2 separate regions of the Sus scrofa genome follow, and region 1 is linked to region 2. The links are chromatin contacts, called in public Hi-C maps. All regions are on one chromosome and are shown on one strand. The core of a region is the stretch at or near the end of the contact, and the rest is flanking DNA. Distances in the headings are between cores, read along the strand shown.

Region 1 (3,154 bases), core at 33-2,532, 95 kb after region 2:
CTGTCTGACTTCAAACAAGTTACTTAAGCTCTCTGAGCCTGAGTTTACTCATCTGTAAATTAACAGTACCTACTTCATGGGATTATGAAGGATAAATGAGGTAATTTATGCAAAGGGCTCAGCAAAGTTCAGGCACATAATAAGTATTCAATAAATGTTGGCAGTTTTATAATTATCACAGGATGACCATTAAATAGTACTTTATGAGCCCAACACAAAAGACTATAGGCTCTATGTTTAAATTTATATGAAATCCTAGAAAAGGCAAAATGATAGTGATAGCAGATCAATGGTTGCCAGAGGCTGGGGAGCGGGGGAAGGAAACTGACAGCAAGGAAGCACAGGGAATTTTTGGGGTGTGTTCCAAATTATGATTGGGATGGTGTTTTGTAGACATTTGTTATCAAGTTACAAACTTAAACCTGGTGAATTTTATCATATGTAAAATAAAGCTGACCAAAAAAAAATCTTTAAAAATATAGCTTCTAATTTTCCAATTGGATTGTTCATTTACCTTACATATTAGACGCAAGGATTTCTAAATGAAGCCAGTAAATATTTGTTGAGCACCTACTACATGCAGGGCACTGTTCTAAGTACTGGGGATACCGGCTTGAAGAAGAGGAACAGCACCCTTACCTTCATAGAGCTTATAGTTCAAGTCCACTTATGTACACATGTTTGGGGTTACAAAAGGGGTCAGCGAGATATTGAGAGGAGTGGTAGAGGAGTTCTCAGTTGCATAAATATCTGTCCCATGGATTTTCTTTTATTTTTCAAACATACACAAAAACAAAGCATCCTTGTTATGAAGACGATGTTCTTCACCTGGTGTCTGGGAAGGTGGTATGACGGAGACCTCTGGGAGACTGGTGACTTTGACTCAAGCCTGCTCTCTGGCCTCACCATCTTCGGATACATAGTGCGCACCTGGCGAGGGCAGGCGACTGGCATTGGTCCAAAGACCAGTTGGACGCTTCCACGAGCAGCAGGGGTATTGTGGCTTTGACTTTGGTCTTGTTAACCCGGCGCTCACTTAGCTCTAGGTGAGAGCTAGCCCCTTGGAAGGAACTTTCTCAGAGGGTGGACCAGACCCGCAAAGTCCGCGAGTGACCCCGCCCACGAGGTGACTCCGCCCGCGGAATGACCCCGCCCACGTGGATTCGCTGTGGATGCCGGCTGGAGGCGGAGACGCGTTGAGGGAATATGGTTGGTTACTCTAGACAGTGGGGGCGGGGCGAGGCCTGCAGGGGGCGGAGTTTGTGGAGGGGCAGGCGGCCTGGCCCCCGCTTGGGAAATGGATGCTCTGTCAGTCTGCCGGCGCCCAGGGCAGGGAAGGCTTGCTGGCCCCGCCCGCGACCCGGCGGGAGAACGGGGCCGCCCCTTTCCTCCCTTGCTGACGCTGGGCTGAGACCGGAGCCGAGAAACCGAGTTGGCTCTGAGCTCCCTGTTTGGCTTTTGGGCGGTGGCAGCCTGAGGAGGAACATGGCGCTCGTAGGCAACGGAACAGAGTTGGAAGCGGACGAGGTACTGGCCGGTTGGAAGTGCGTGTACTGCTCCTGGACCTCGGGAGGGATGAGCGAACCCGGCAGGGTTGAGCGAGCCCGGCAGGGACAGCCAAGGTCCCGCCCCCTTGGTTCCCAGTTTGGGACCTACATCCTCCCGCTCCGCAGAGAGTAGGCGCTGTTGAGGTTGGGGGCGCTGGCATCGTGGGGTCGTGGGGATCGAGGACACCACGTCCTGTCGGTGGGTGGATGGGTGCGAGCGCATGGGAGCGCGGGACCCGCAGGACAGAGCAGTTCCGAGCCTCACTAGGAACGCCTGGGCTTTTGAGGTCTGACCCTAAAGTCCCGACATGGCCCTTTGGAGTTTGTGGAATCCTCTCTTGACTTCGGAATCTCACCTTCTATGGAAGTTTCCCGGTATCAGAGCCGAAAGTCTTGCAGACCATGAGAGGAAGGGGAAAGCCGGAGGAAGGCGCCCCGGGGGCGTCTGCACCAGCGAGCAGGGCAGGGCTGCCAGGGGCCGGAGGGCTAGAGCCGCGGAGCAGCAGCCCAGGAATTGGTGCTTTCCCCTCCGTGCAGGGCCCGGGCCTTTTTTCAGCCGGTCCCCAGTGTCGGTGGTAGACGGAGAGAAGGCGCTGGGGAACTGACTTTGGCCTCCAGTGGTCTCAACTGCCTTTAAATAATTAGTCACTTCCTCCTGTGACTGGTGCGTCTGGGTCTGAGCACCCTCCGGCGGACGGGCAGGACCTGTTGATTTATTGACTGTTCCTTTGAGCAGTTGGCAGCTCTGGAGATTCGCTTTAGCGCTTGAGGTTGAGGCCAGCCGCGGCGGCAGCAGCAGCAGGAGCAGTACCCACAGCTGCGCCTGCTGCCATTTTACCTGACTTGTCGCTGCCTGAAGAGGCTTAGCTTCAAATGATGCAGTAGCGCAAGATCTGGAGTTGGCGGGTTAAGATTCTCTTCAATGTCGGGAAGCTCCTGGCAACGAATACTGTTTTAAATGTAGCCCTTAAACTCACAAAATAAAAGCCAAACTGCAGCTCCTTTATACTGGTCGACGGAACCTTAAACCTGACTGTCCAGAAGCTTCCTTACAGCCTGTGCCTTACAAGGAGGGTCCCAGGACCACAGATCAATAAACTAGAGCTTGTATAGTTGCATATATTTATTGTTGAAGCTTTAAAACTACACATAAAGGCAAATGATGAAATAGCTTATTTATTGCTGTTTTCATCTGTGATAACCTTTATTTGTAGCTTTAGGCTGTCTTTTTGGTATGACCTGGAGTCAGCTTTTTTCATTTTTCTTGTCTTAGATCTTTTCTGTAATCGAAGTCATAACACTTTCATGGTGCTTGACTGTACGCTCACTCTCTTCCTCAAAAGATTTTATGCCTCCCTGTTGTATATTAAATGAAGTATCTGTGTTCTTGTCAATCAAAGCCTGCTACAGTGTGGTCTCAATCTGAATTCTCGGTCTTGTCCCCAGACCCTTTTCTGTATATAACCATATAGTTTAATCTGTGTTATGCCTGTATTAGAAATGAGGAAACAAGACTGGGAGTAGCTGGTAAATATGGATAGAGATTTTTGAAGCCCTGGGCTTCTTATTGAAAAAGATTTGTTACATTAGGGCTGTATAATTGTCTA
Region 2 (2,837 bases), core at 313-2,812:
TAGTTTGAGAAGCACCGTCAGAAAAATTAGCTTGCACTGAGAAACCTATTTAAATAGATTAATTGTACGTTTGTAAACATTAAAAAAAAAAAATTTAAATATGGACTGAATATTACAGTTAATGCATTTACTGTTAATTTTCTTAAGAATAATAATACCACTCTGATTAAGTAGGAGAATGATACTTTTAGGAGCTATATGATCATGTATTTCGGGGTAAATTATCATAATGTCTGCAACTTACTGAGTCGTTCTGCAATAGAAGACACACAGCGAATATCTCAAACACAAAGAGCTAAAGCCAAGATGGCTAAATGTCAACAATGCCTGAATTTAGTGGATAGAATGATAACAATACCATACTGTCGACTTCTGAATAATACAATGTTGAAAGAAATATTTAAACAAATGACAAAGTCCTCCATACCCCAAAGTCACTAGGTCGGTATTCTCTGGGATGACTTCTGGATCCTCCCCTTCCTCAAGGCACTTCAGTTTATCAAGGCTAAAACAAAACAAACAAAAAAAAAGCAATCACGAATCCTTCCGTAGCGCGTTGAAGAGTGTGTCCTAAATACGTTAATGAACAATTAAGAAATCAGATAAAATCCAGCAGGCGCCTCAGAGGAGGCCAGAATTAAAGGCGAATTCTGTGCGATATTCATTAAGTAAAAGGATACATGGCGTTTGAGGAGGCCAATACTGTTAAATAGACAAAGAGATGTTACTTTCATATTTTCACCCAAAATAAGGCACTCTGGGGAAAATCTCATTAACAGCATACCCGGGAGGTCGCCAAAAGAGACCACAGTTAATCAAGATTCCATTCTGGTTTAACATCCTTCCAGCTTCTTCGTTCCTAAGGTCCTTCCAACATCAAAGTGCCTCTCAATGGCAGATACCCGTCGCTGTTACTATAATTGTTTTACTACATTAACAATCACTTAAAAAACTAGTGAGTAGAAAAATGAATCTCTTATGCAGCTCTCTCCCTTCACTCCAACTAGCAGAAATTGTGCATTCCGATCACGGGACTTCTCCCGTCACTCAGGGAAGGCTTTCACCAGGCTGAAAGCTTTGAAAGGGCAGCCTGTCTACCCCGGGGGAGTAAACCACAGGCCCGCCCTAGGATGAGTCCCAGCGGAGCGCAGGAGCAAGGCTGCACCTGGGTAGACCCCAAGTCCCAAGAGCCCCTCGGCCCCGCACTCACCCGCACACCGCCCTTAGCTCTGCTGCCGCTTCCAGGCTGCAGCCCAGATCCCGGGCCACGGCAGCATCCTCCCGGCCGGAGTCGGCGACCGTGTCGCCCTCGGGCACCGCGGGTGCCGGAGGCTCCTTCAGCGACAAGTCCCCTTTTCCGCGCAGTCGGCAGCGCCACAGCTCCCCAAAAGCGCCCACGTGGAAAGCGCGTGTGTTTAGCTCAGGAAGCTCGTACTCTGGAAAGCCGCAGCCACCACTGCTGGGGGCCGGGTCTTGTCTGTCCTCCATCCTGCCGCACGCTGGACCGCCCCGACTGCCTTCAGCCATATTCGTCCCACTCCCTTCCCTGAGAAAGCCGGCGGATCAAGGCCTCGCGGAGCATGCTGGGACTTGCAGTTGCGCGGGGCCCGGGCCAGCAGGCAACGAGGCTGCACGTGCCCAACTTCAGGTACTACATTTCCCGGCAGGGCCTGAGTCGTACCCGCCCCGGGGCGCGGCACCGCGAGTCTCCGCGTGCGGGGTTGAGTGCATTGTTCTCCGCTGGCGGCGTTTCGAAGAGTGGCTTGGTTTTCTGTTCACTGCAGCTTGTGTGACTGGTTTTTCGGCTCTCCGGGTTACGCAGCGTCGCTCTCTGCGGGGCCGAGCGGCTTTGACAAGCCCATGGCCCCACTCAGTGCTTTCCTCTCGGCCCGGGGGTGTGGGACTTTTCGTTGATTTAAGGGTTGCGTGGCTGCCTCACTGTCCCAGAGCCTGAGAGCCTTGGGGGTCGAGGGCTGAGACGGGGTGGGGGGGGCACTACCGGACCTCCAGATCCGGTTCCTTGAGAACCTCCCCAACGCCCCCCACCCCCAGTAATATATGTATCACTGCTGAACAGGCGCAACATGCTGTTGATTTTTTGAGCACTTAATATGTGTCAGACACTGTACATTATTATCCCTAGTGTATATTTTAAAAAATCACAACAACCTTGCCAGGCAGGGATTACCATCCCCATTGAGCTACTGAGGAAGGAGTTAACCTCCAGGAGACAGAAGCAAGGTCAGAACTCAATCCGTCTAGCTTCAGATGGCACTTTCTCCATGTGTCCGAAGCCCCAGAGGAGGCAACGTAGCAGAACATATGGGAGGAGCCTTGATTACTTACTTATTGCTCTATAATTCACATACCATACACCTGACCCGCTGTAAATGTTCTTTCAATGGCTTTTAGTAGATTTACAGTTAGGCAAACAGCACCACAGTCAATTTAAGAACATCTTCATCACTTCAAAAAGAAACCCCATTTATTTTACCTATCATCCCAACTCCTCCAGCCTTAGGCATTTAATATGAATGGCATCATATATGTGATCTTTTAGTGACTAGCTTCTTTCATTTAGCATGTTTTCAGGATTTATCCGTATTGTAGTATGTACTGGAACCTCACTTTTTTATGGCTAAATATACACAGTGTATGGATATATGACGTTTTATTTATCCATTTATCAAAAAAAGGTCTACCTTTTGGCCATTATGATACTACTGCTAAACATTCATGTACAAATTTTTGTGCAGTTTCATTTCCCTTGAAGATATATGTGTATCTAATGATATATATGTAGGATTGCTAGGTCATGTGGTAACTCTGTCGTTAAA

Evidence for each region. A called contact is a pair of places that touch in the nucleus more often than the background predicts.
Region 1: a contact with region 2 is called in a Hi-C map of embryonic fibroblasts, with 2.5 times the contacts expected there. The contact joins the promoter of TTC39B here to the promoter of SNAPC3 in region 2. A contact is called at or near these places in 2 of 5 promoter capture datasets (fetal liver and liver), 12 of 47 Hi-C or Micro-C datasets (alveolar macrophages, embryonic fibroblasts, fetal heart ventricle and 7 more) and 2 of 2 datasets of contacts at active chromatin or transcription factors (alveolar macrophages and skeletal muscle).

Annotation. Positions count from the first base shown.
Region 1 is chr1:207,346,063-207,349,216 of Sscrofa11.1, forward strand. It overlaps TTC39B (tetratricopeptide repeat protein 39B), which reads left to right and starts at 1,283. Exons shown (of 21, transcript XM_021063500.1): 1 at 1,283-1,334; 2 at 1,337-1,527. The coding sequence starts at 1,298.
Region 2 is chr1:207,250,858-207,253,694 of Sscrofa11.1, forward strand. It overlaps SNAPC3 (snRNA-activating protein complex subunit 3), which reads right to left and starts at 1,563. Exons shown (of 9, transcript XM_001927743.5): 1 at 1,211-1,563; 2 at 428-505. The coding sequence starts at 1,527.